2 separate regions of the Mus musculus genome follow, and region 1 is linked to region 2. The links are chromatin contacts, called in public HiCAR-type maps. All regions are on one chromosome and are shown on one strand. The core of a region is the stretch at or near the end of the contact, and the rest is flanking DNA. Distances in the headings are between cores, read along the strand shown. Region 1 has its middle 95 kb from the start of Gm46567. Region 2 holds the start of Lrrc15 (leucine rich repeat containing 15).

What was found. HiCAR-type assays count read pairs that join an accessible place to other places.
Region 1: a HiCAR-type map of embryonic stem cells shows a contact between it and region 2, with 6 times the contacts expected there. The contact joins the enhancer-like site here to the promoter of Lrrc15 in region 2. A contact is called at or near these places in 10 of 39 promoter capture datasets (the 3T3-L1 cell line, 3T3-L1-derived adipocytes, the HPC-7 cell line and 6 more), 1 of 15 datasets of contacts at CTCF or cohesin (the NIH/3T3 cell line), 2 of 484 Hi-C or Micro-C datasets (bone marrow-derived macrophages and nephron progenitors), 12 of 115 datasets of contacts at active chromatin or transcription factors (cardiomyocytes, embryonic basal ganglia, embryonic forebrain and 6 more) and 3 of 9 other capture datasets (embryonic stem cells, embryonic tail and embryonic trunk).

The regions. Positions count from the first base shown.
Region 1 is chr16:29,716,019-29,721,499 of GRCm38.p6, reverse strand. No RefSeq gene overlaps it. Among named protein-coding and RNA genes, the nearest start is that of Gm46567, 95 kb to the left of the region's middle. Within about 2 kb of position 1,274, at least 46 of the 459 cell types and tissues checked have an H3K27ac peak or open chromatin away from gene starts, as enhancers often do. A contact at or near this core is called in embryonic basal ganglia and embryonic stem cells, where this site is marked.
Region 2 is chr16:30,279,176-30,285,465 of GRCm38.p6, reverse strand. Lrrc15 (leucine rich repeat containing 15) reads left to right here and starts at 2,212. Exons shown (of 2, transcript NM_028973.2): 1 at 2,212-2,298.

The DNA of each region.
Region 1 (5,481 bases), core at 25-2,524, 560 kb after region 2:
CTCCCGTCCTCCCTCCCCATCCTCCCCTCCCCATCCTCCCTCCAGTCCTCCCTCCCATCGTCCCTCCCTCCAGTCCTCCCTTTCATCTTCCCTCCCTCCTGTCCTCCCCTCCCCATCCTCCCTCCAGTCCTCCCTCCCATCGTCCCTTCCTCCAGTCCTCCCTTTCATCTTCCCTCCCTCCTTTCCTCTCCCAGCCTTCAGGGACCGGATACACATGTGCAGCTTACCAGCAAAGCATATGTGTGGCCCAGAATCTCTGTTGCAGAAACTGTTCCGTACTTAACCCTGAGATCTAGGAAAAGCCTTCGTCGCTGCAGTTTCCCAAGGTGTCCTCATGCCCTTCCTTCTATGATCTCCCAACACCAAGCAGGGGCTGGCTGGTGAGGGCAAAGGCGGCTAGAGAAAATGGGTTCACCGACCCCAGCTCCAGGGGGGTTGAGGGTGGAGGGGTCCCAGTAGTCTTGAGGAAAATGCAGTGGAGTCAGATCCAAATCCATGTAGCAGCCACCACAGAATAACCGTGCAGCCTGGGACAAATCACTTCGGCCTTTTGTTTTAAAATAAGAAACAGCTAATAACTACTGTGTCACGGGGTTTGGGGAGAATAAATGGAAACTGTATTTCTGGAAACTTCCAGCATGATGCATGCCTTTGAACATTCGTTCATTCGTGGGCTCAATAAAGTTCGTGTGTTACAGTTTCCCAAGTGTGGGACACTGTTCCAAGGCACTTAATAAATCCTTTCCCCAGCTCCCTACTGTCTAGACCGATTGTCACTTGGTTTCCATACAAGGGTCTGACCGCAAGGAAACCAGGGTTGTTTTACTGTGTTCCCTTCTCTTGCTCCACACCTCAGCGAAGATAGGGTGGGGAACTGTGTGAGTTCCCGTCTCATCACACAGAAGAGCATCACTTCTTCCAGGGGATTTCTCTCAGCTGGCAGCAGAAAGGCAAACAGAGGGAAACATTTGATGGCTAAAGCGGTGCACCTCACCAGAGGGCATCCCGCAGGCCAGAAGCGCCAGGGCAGCCAGGGAAGGCTGGGTGCCATCGAGGGCGCGGATCCCAGTTATCTCCCATTTCCTTTGGGAGCCCCGGAGACGTGGCCTTCCCCAAGCAGCCTCCGAGGTGGCCTGTGAGGCTTTTGTCCTTGGCAGCAGAGAAATTTCTGCTTCAGTGACTCCAAACAAGGCTTGCATTAACTCCAGGCCTGTGAGGGGAGCGCGTGCAACAAAACCCAACACCGTGTCCCAGCCCTCAGACAAGCACAAAACAAATGGTGCCGGAATTTTTCAGAATAGAATCATCCGCTCAATGTCACTGCATACATTTACCTACCTCAGAGGCTATTCAAGGCCCCTTTCAAGGGAGCGATCAATAGAGATGGATCGGACAACATCTCTATGGCAACACCTCCATTGAAAAATGATGGCGGCCACAGCGAGAAGGGCGATGACCATTTTTTTAAAAAAATATACACACATACAGCATAGCTCACTCCAAAAGGGTCCTCTGGCTCCCAGGCTAGGAGGCCGTGTTAAAACAATACTGGAAGAACTCATGACAAGACTGATTAGGGGCGCAAAGCAAGCAAGAGAACCCAGTACTGTGGGTTTGCACAAAGCCTTTAAGATCGGGGCCTTTGGGACAAGGAAATTTGTCAACAAAATTAATATTCTCTCTGTCTCTGGAAACTCTCAAGCTGAAGGAGTTTATGAGGACCTTACTCTGAGGGTCTACCATGGAGGGAATTGTTAGAGTAAGAGGCTGTAAAGCAAACAGTAACGGCCACCAGGCTCTCAAACTGAGCATGAAGGGGCAGAAGGAGCGCCGGGCTAAGCTCACAGCAGATCCTGTTCCTCTGGCGCCTTCACACACTGGGCTCTGGGTTAGAAAGGGCACTGATGACCTCAGAAATGAGAAACCTTAAGGGGCTCATGGTTTAAAAGACTGTAGTGGGAACACATGGACAATACGACCACCACAGAGAGCAAGCCTCCCCAGACCACTTACATACACTATTGACAGTTTTAGAAAGCGGTCATTGGCTCAGATGGTCTTTTCCTTCCGTCAGAAAGGATAAGAAAAGAAAAAAGATCATCTCAGCTATTGCTCTGTGACTCCTCCAGGAACACTTGGGGAAAGAAGGCCAGAGAGGGTGCGGGAAGGTTGTCAGGGCCAATAGCACAGTCTCCACGTTGCTGCTTCTCTAACCCATGACCTTTGGTGAGCCATTAACCTTGCTTGCCTCCACAGGTCCTTCCATAAAATCTGAAGCACTTCTGGATTGGTAGATGAAAGATTGCAAGGCGAGTGCGGAGTTTATATACAGCGCCCTTTATACCTGACAGCTGAAAGAAATTAGCTGTAATAGACGAAGCGTCGGGTGGAGATTGTGTGGGCTGCGGCTCACCATGACCTGAGTGCTTGCATTCCTGGGCTCTGAACAACCTTATTTCCCCACGTCAGGGGAGAGGGGGTTGTGGCTGATGGCCCCTGACATTTGTGCTGCTGTTTGAAGAGCAGAGAGCCCTGGGTGGCTGCTTTACAGTCCCAGGTTTGCCCTTAGGAATGGTGAAGCCCTGCACCCTATATCTCCTCTGAGCTCAGACTCCCGGGGCTCCCGAGACCCCTTAAGGACTCTGTTTTCAGTTGTTATTGTGTTCCTATAAGGGAGGGGGCATGCTTACCAGGGGACACATCTATTCTCTGTTCCACCTTTACATGGATTCCAGGGATCAAACCTCAAGACATCAGGCTTGTTTGGCTAGCATGCCTTAGCCATGGAGCCGTCTGGTTCGTCTCTGGAATCTTTTTGTCTGGAGTTTTTATTGTTGAAACTGTTGTTCTGTTTGAGATGGCGTCTCCAGTGGCCCTTAGCCCAGCTTAACTCAAGATCATCTGTTCTCTACCTTTAGGTGCTGGGTTTACAGGTGTTTGACACCATACTAGGCTTACAAATAACAATCCCTTTTCCCCATCTCTTTCTTTCTTTTCTCCTTCTTTCTTCCTTTCTTCCTTTTTCTCTTTCTTTCTTTCTTTCTTTCTTTCTTTCTTTCTTTCTTTCTTTCTTTCTTTCTTTCTTCCTTCCTTCCTTCCTTCCTTCCTTCCTTTCTTTCAATAATCGATATCTCACTGGTCTGAAATTCACTCTGTTGGCCTCAGACTCACAGACATACTCTTGAGTCCTGGGTCAAATGGCGAGAACCACCACGTCTTTCTTATTTATTTATTTCTAAGATTGTTTTTGTTTGTTTCTCTTTATTTATTCTTTGTAAATTTCACATTATTCTCTCATTCGTCAACCCTTCCTTTCATATCAGCCCTCTGCCCTTGCAACCCCCCCCCAAGAAAAAGGAAAAAAGAACAAAACAAACAAACAGACAAACAAACCCCTATCTTGTGGTGGAATCTGCAGTACATCAGTCTGTCCCACAGTATAGCCTTTTGTCCATACATCTTTGCTTGCAAATGTTCACTGCGATGAGTCATTGGTCTGGTTCTAGGTCCCTGGTTTCTGCTACTCCATCAATCCTGGATCTTCCCAGGACTCCTCTCAGATATCCAGTTGTTGCCCTGTGTCATGGAGATCCTGCAACCTTGGATCTGCAGGATCCACCCCTTCATGGCTCCAGCAGTTCATAGATGGGGTAGATGTTGGGATGGGCCAATTCTAAGCCCTGGATCTGGGCTGAGTGGTAGCTGAGGCGGTCAGCATGCCACCTCTCTCACACCCACACCATCAGGGTCAGCTCTTCAGCACTTCCCATGCTAGCTCACCCAGTGCCACAGCTGGCAAAAAACTGGGCCAGCTCTCCTACCCTCAAACTCTCAAGGTTGGCTCACCTGCACCTTCGCCACCATGGTCAGCTCTACCGTGCTGCTCAGATGAGGTGGAGGGCCTGCTCGCTTAAGTGCTGCAGTCGGTGAGGGGCCAGGCCAGCTCCACACAGCCCTTGGACATCAACATGATCCCAGGCGGCAGTCCAGACCAGGGACATCCTCATGGCCTTTGGTGGTTATATGAGCCATTGCCATAGTTACAGACTCTGCTGCTGCATGGTTACAGACCCAGACAAGGCCCTGGGTGGCAGCAGAAGCTGGGATTTCACCATGGCCTCAGGCACCAGAGCAGACTGCTCACATCAGGCTGTTTCTCTCCACCCTCTATCTCCAGTCCCACCTCTCTCCATAGTACTCAAATCGTTCTTCTTCTCTTTCTCTCCCATCTCTCCACCACTTGCACATAGAGGTATCCCGCTGCAGGTAGGCTAAGCAGCAGGTGGGCCTCTGGGTGTCTTCCATCCACCTGTACCTCTTGGCAGCAGGTGGTACTGTTTGTTTGTTTGTTTGTTTGTTTGTTTGTTTGAGACAGGTTTTCATGTAGCTAAGGCTGACCTGGAACTTTCTATAGAGTTGAACCTCTCATCCTGCCTCCATGTCCCAAGTACTGACTGAGTGTTACAGGTGTCTGCCTGGTTAATGCTTGGGTGGAACCCAGGGCTTTGCTAAGCAAGCTCAGTACAGAGTAATACAGAGTCCCAGGCTCAGTTCTTGTCTCTTCTGGGTTCTTTTCTTTCTGATCATTCTTTCAAAATCCCCACTCCTTTCAGGCAGATGCTAGAGTTTCTATGCTAACTTGTGTTCTAGTTTTCTAAAAGGCTTCTTTAAAAAAAAAAAAAGGTCAGGAAATTATATAAATCAGTTATACAAGTCAGATCATTAAAACTAATTTTTCCTCTAAGTTCATTGCTTCAAAACAAATATATCTCCTATAGAGATTTAAAAATTGTTACCACAATTAAAATAGCTGTCTTACATCTCTGAGGTATGAAAGTAAAGAATGTTAATGTTCTAGTGATTTCACTCTTTCACTTATAACCAAATACATTAGGTATAGTTTCAGCAAGAACAAAAAAATCATGTATGAATGAGAACTGAAACTATTCAATGAAGATAAAGAACAATACCATTAACGGCAAAAGCGATGAGTACAATGTTTCTTAATCCTTAGATTTTCATTTCATTTTGAGGAATTCACTTACCAACATTCTCACAGTGTGTTGTAGTTAGGGTTCCACTGCTGTGAACAGACACCATGACCAAGGCAACTCTTATAAGGACAACATTTAATTGGGGCTGGTTTATAGGTTCAGAGGTTCAGTCCATTATCATCAAAGCAGGAGCATGGCATCATCCAGGCAGGCGTGGTGCAGGAGGAACTGAGAGTTCTGCATCTTCATCTGAAGGCTGCTAGCAGAATACTGGCTTCCAGGCAGCTAGGATGAGGGTATTAAAGCCCACACCCACAATGACACACCTACTCCAACAGGGCCACACCTTCTAATAGTGCCACTCCCTGGGCTGAGCATATACAAACCATAACACAATATAACGCTGTCAAATCTTGATTTGTTTAAACAGCTCATAATACATTTTATAAAATCATTATGAAATTTATCTCTTGTACCATTATCTTAA
Region 2 (6,290 bases), core at 963-3,462:
TTTCCTGATTCACCATGCCTGCAAATGCTTCTCCCCTTACGCCCAAGGACTGTTGTGTTCTTTATAACACCCCCCAATCTGTTCACAGTCCCCTGTCCCCCAGCACAGCCTGTCAAAATAGAGGAGTTTTTACTCACTGCAATCATGACTGTCTGGGCTCTTAGTCTCAAAGAACCCACAGATTTGGATTCTGGCTCTGCCCCTTTGTGTGTGGCCTTGGGGAATCAGCACTGGCTTGGGCCTTGCATTGGAGATAATTTCTTCATTTGCAGTATGGAGAACTACTGATAGACCAATAGCTCGCTTCCACCCTTCCCAACAGAAGGGGACATTTGGCAATGTCTAGGGATACTTTTGGCTTTCACCGCTTGTGTCTATGATGCCGTCTTATCCTGCAAAACACTGGGAAACTCCACAGAAGGTGTCACCTAGCTCTGACCATCGCTGTGACATGATGGAAAGGTAAGATGTAGAGAAAGCAATACGGAACTGTGGTACAGGTCCTTCAGGACACCCATCTTACAGCTGTGCTCTGTGAATGGCCATCCTTAAATGTTCCCAGTGTTGACTTCCCAGCACAGTAACGACAGCCTAGCGCAGTAACTGTGTGTAGGAAATGAAGGAAGAATACAGGACAAGGGAAATAGTCTTATTTTTGGAGGTCCATGGGTGGGAAGTTGATGGCCCTGGGTTCAAAATGTAGAGGCTGAGAACGAGGGCTTGTCTACCTTTCACCTCTGTACCACAACCTGAGCATGCCTGATTCCTACCTTCCCACGGTCCCTACCCCAGTAGGAAACCAGGAGACCACGCCGCCGGCAGTGGTGGCACACGCCTTTAATCCCAGCACTTGGAAGGCAGAGGTAGGTGGATTTCTGAGTTTGAAGCCAGCCTGGTCAGGACAGCCAGGGCTACACAGAGAAACCCTGTCTCAAAAAAACAAAAACAAAAACAAAAACAAAAAACAAACAAACAAAAGATGCGGAGGCTCCAAAGGTTGACAGCAAGAAGGAAGATGCTCTTCTGTGGAATCGTAGTGGGATAGGATGCTAAGGTGGGGGAGCTGGGACTGGGGTGTGGCGGCAGCGCTCTCCTCGGTTAATAGCCAGAGCACTTTTGTTTCTGGCTGTGATTCATGGTGACACCGGCAAGGCATGATTCAGGCAGCAGGGCTTGACCACGGTAAGCCACCAAGTGACTGTCTCAGTAATAACACTGCACTTTTATGTCTCTCCTTTCATCGCAGATCTCAAAGCGCCCTGCAAACATTAATTAAGGCTCTCGCATTCCAGGAGCTGCCCGGTGGGTGCAGGCATTGTTCTGGCCACTAGGCGGAGAAGGTAAACGGAGCCAAGGCAGCTACAACCTTTAAATGCTTTGTTAAGCAGAGGTCTGACGGCCCCCTCCCCAGCCGTGACTCCTCTACCCTCTTCCTCCGGCTCTCTCTGGGACACTTTGAATAGAACCAGCATGGTCTCCTGGTTTCCTACTGGGGTAGGGACCGTGGGAAGGTAGGGAATCAGGGCATGCTGTGGTACAGAGGTGAAAGGCAGACAAGCCCTCGTTCTCAGTCACCACCTTCACAGCCCAGGAACATATCCTGCACGCACCCAGGAGCAGCAGCATAGGTACAGAAGATAACCTCGGAGGGACATGAAATGCTACTTTTAAAAGAGATATGGTGGAGGGAACTATATTTTTCCTAAGAACTTAAATGCCTTTTCCAAAATATTAGCAGTGGCTGAATTGGATGACACATTCGAGTGTGCCTTATAATGTTCTTGCATATTTTCTCTAAAATTGGAGTTATTTCTATATACAAATTTTAGAATTCGGGGCTGGGGGAGAAAAGGAAGGGGGATGGAGAAGGAAGCAGAGAGTGGACTAAAAGGTCACAGAAAGCCCGACTTCAATCACAACCTGAACTGGTGCCTAAGGCAAGAGCTGGGTCCCAGTTACTCAGTCCTACTGCGGTGGCAGAAAACCCCTTTCCAGTGTCACACTGGACACAGCGAGTCCGAAGGAGATGGGGAAGGAGAGGCAAAGAAGAAACTTATTTTCAAGTGCAGTCGATGAACGCCCCTTCAACTTGAACACAATTCCCTGATGATGCTCCCAGAGGTTGCCCCGCCCCGCAGGCCGACACTGCCCCGTGCGGTGACTCACGAGGGGCTGTTTAAATGACAGGGAGGACCCAGAAGGCCCTCACTCATGCTGCAGTCTTGAGCCGGTCCGGTCCTCCGCCTCCTCTCCTCGCCGCCTCCTTCTTATTGACCCGGCAGCCTCGTGGAGCTGCTGGTAAGTGGGTGCCCGCCCACCCCCCATCCCGGCCGCGCCCCACATCCCGGTTGACGATAGGATCCCGAGACTCTACAAGGAGCAGGGCTGGCGCGTGCCTGGGATGCTCTGAGGACCTGGACTGGTCCAGCCCGCGCAGGAGCTGGGTGAGCCGGTCCTAGTGTCTAGCTGTGAATCTTGATGCCCTGTTTCGCTTTCCTTGACTTTATGGTCTGTGAAGTGAGCCTGGAGTGCAGCGGGGAGAGCTTTTGACCTGCAGGAAATTGGTTGAAAGTTAACTGAAGCACCCGGTTTACCTACTCCGGGAGACCAGATCCACAAGGGCAGGAGTTTCTCTAAGGTTCTGGCTGTTGGAACCTGTATCATTTCCATTGAGCCTACAGAGGTAGCCACTTAAAGGGGACTCTGCATATAGATCTGTCCAGGATGGTGAACTCACAAGGTTTCTGCCTGGGAGAAATCGGCCCTCTACTTGTGGTAGATTTACAGTGTTACATTTATACTGCTGGACTCAGGCGGATATGCAGTCTCTAGTCAGGAGTGCCAATTTGGAACCCAGTTGAAGTTTTAAGTGTCCAGGTTCTAACTCTGTGTGTAGCTTAGATGATCCCATTCTGATCATCTAGATGTGTCACAGGGTCCAGGGCTGATGCCTTTGGGAGGGAGATGCTGGAGGTAGGTTTGTGATAAGAATCAGGTGTCTCGCTGGTCGTGGTGGCGCACGCCTTTAATCCCAGCATTTAGGAGGCAGAGGCAGGCAGATTTCTGAGTTCAAGGCCAGCCTGGTCTACAAAGTGAGTTCCAGGACAGCCAGGGCTATACAGAGAAACCCTGTCTCGAAAAACCAAGAAAAAAAATCAGGTGTCGGTATGTATGTATGTATGTATGTATGTATGTATGTATGTATGTATGTTTATTTGTATGTATTTTGGTGCTGAGGATCAAACTCAGGATCTCAAGCATGCTAAACAAGCAGTCTACTACTTAGCTATAACCACAGCTGACTAGGTGAGTTTGTTTTGTTTGGTTTTAAGACAGGGTCCCACTATGTAGACCAGGCTGGCCCCAAACTCACAGAGATCCTCTTACCCTACTTCCCAAGTGCTAGGATTAAAGGCATATACTACCACGCACAAACTGGGTGGGTTTTAATCTCACCCCTTATCTGTGTCTCTGCCCAAAATGAAGAGGAGTGAGCTGTGGAAAAGGAGAGCCTTCGGGACCCTCCAACCTGAGCGGCTCTACCTTTAGGGCCAAATGCACTACCCTAGGGCAGACCGTGACTGCTGAGATAACACAAGAACTCAAGGTGCTGAGCATTGCCTGCCAGGGATTTCTAGCTGGCACTACCCATTGCAGGCAGCTCTCGGATGTGTGGGTGTCCCTGCTCTGTGACTTGGAAATTCCTTAAGCAGGTCTCTTTTTCTGCATCGCCTGAACATCTGGAGTAGATTCAGGACCAGACAGTTCAATTTGCCTGTGGTCATGAGTCAGCTGCTGGGCTCAGCAACAACTGTGACAGGGAAGGCATGTTGAGAGGGTCGTGGCCAGGAAGAGCTCTGAGAAGACCCCACAGCAAGTATAGGAAGGTTCCTCCCGGGGCTTGGGGACACTACCCAGATTAGCTCTGTCAATGGAGGATGTGAAGCCTGAAGTGGAAGTAGATCCAGATGTGCAGAGATGAGAGAGAGAGATGGGAGACGCACTGCCCAGGGCTTGTCCTGCCAGCGAACACGCCAAGGCTGTGATTACAGATGACAATTTGCCTCCCTGCCTCCAGACTTCAGAAGAACCCCTGAAGCTGCAGGTTCCAGTGCCTGCCTCGGCTGTGGAGCACGGGGCTAAACAGAGACCATACCATTTCCCTCTCAGACCTAAGGTGCTCCACTGAGAAGTGGTCTCTGTAGACTGAGTTTCAAAAGAGACTCTGGCTTCTTATGAAAGTCCCCACTTCAGACACAACTCCTGCTGTTGTGCTGGGCAGTTACAACTCTTATAGCTCTTGGAAGCAAATTACAGCCCTGCTCTGGCCTCTGCAGGAAGCCGGGCTAGGCTTGCCCCAGGCTTGGGAGGGTTCCCACAGAGGGCCTGGGGAGGGGCTGCTCTTTTCTTATTTTAAAAAGCAAAACAAGGATTTTTGAAGGCCCCGGGGAGGATGAGGCTGTGAAGGTCCTGTCCAGGGATTTAAGGGTGCTTTGTGTCTGGAGTAGAGAAGTCCCAAGTCATGGGCTGTGTTTTCCAGGCTCAACCCTCCTGGTGCCCCTCCCCCCACCCCCTCTGAACCTTCTCTCCCTTCTTCCAGCTTACTCCCGTGACGCTAAACAACACACCATCAGGGCAGCCTCAGAGGATAAAGTTGCCTGCAGAATGAGTTGGGGGCCCAACTTGGGTGTAGCTAATAATGCTGGGTAGGTGGAGGGTGATTACATGAGCCAATCAGGCTAGGGGAGGGGCAAGGCTGGCTCCTCCCCCTCCCCCCACCTACTGCCTGAGACATAGCTCTGTAGTAGCGTTATGATGAGGTTCAGAGGTCCACCAGGCCCTTGAGTCTTCAAGTTGCCTGTGTGACCCCTCCTCTCTCAGGACCCATCAATTTCTGATCTACAAAACAGCCAAATGGTCCAGGGAGATGACTTCAAAAGGGTCTTGTACCCGTGGTGTCCTGGACTCCATAAACTGTATCTGGGAGCAGCTTATAGGCTCAAGTAGAGCTATCTGCAAATTGCAGTTGAGAGAGGCAAACTCAGAGATGCACCTAGAGGTGAAGCAGCCGTCAGCCTCCTGTTTTCCCATTGCTTCTCTGTTCTTGGTGGGAAATGACACAGGATGTGACCAAGGGTTCCCGGGTAGTCTGGATCACATGTGAGGTACTTCTGAGTGTGGTCTGTGGACACTTGAATAGGGAGTCCCTACTGTGTGTGAGTCTAACCCTCAGCCCAACCTAGAAGTTAGGAGTTCTGTGGGTGGAGCCTCCAGAGAGCCAATTTTGCTCAACAACAAAGCAGTAATAATAGCCCCTTGCTTTTATGGAAAGCCACTTTGTTCCCAGAACCAGTCTCCGTATATTGCATGCATTAGGTCACTTCACAGACCCAGCAGCGGTGCTAAGACATCAGATCTAGTCAACAAGGTTCTCAGACCAGTGTGCGTGTGTGTGTGTGTGTGTGTGTGTGTGTGTGTGTGTGTAAGAGAGAGTTTATATCTGTTAGTGTTGTATGTGTGAGAGAGTTTATATGTATGTGAGTGTGTGTGTGAGTGTGTGTATGATAGAGTGTATGTGTCTGTGTGTGAGTGTATGAGTGTCTGTGTGAGTGTGCGTGTGTGTGTGTGTGTGAGAGAGAGTTTGTATGTGTTGTTGTGTGTGTATGTATGTATGTATGAGAAAGTTTATGTGTATGTGAGTATGTATGATAGATCATGTGTGAGTGTCTGTGTGTGTGTGAGTGTCTGTGTGTGAGTGGGTGAGAGTTTGTATGTATTAGTGTGTGTATGTGTGTGAGAGAGAGTTTATGTCTACATGAGCATGTATGTGTATGATAGAGTATGTGTGAGTGTCTGTGTGAATGTGTGTGAGTGTGAATGTGTGTGAGTTTGTATGTGTTAATGTGTGTATGTGAGAGAGTGCAAGTGTATGTGAGTATGTGTGATAGATCATGTGTGAGTGTCTGTGTGTGTGTGTGAGAGAGAAACAAGATGTAGACACTGAGGTCTGAATTCCATCTGTGTTTAGCCTCTCTGACCTCACTTCTCTTTGACTGTGCCCCAAGGAGCAGCCAAGATGGGGACAGTCCTAGGTGGGAGTGGGGAGGCAGTACCAAGCCTGGCCTCTCTTGGGTGGCCTGGGGTCCATCTCACTTGAGAAGAGGCCTTGCTTAGGAAGCCATTCTTGGAGTGTCACAGGTATGGGGGGAGATCTTCTTTGAGGGTCTTAGTTCTCTCAGATGCACTGGGAAGGGCAGGAGAGGCCATTTAAGCTCCTCGGGTCTTGGTCT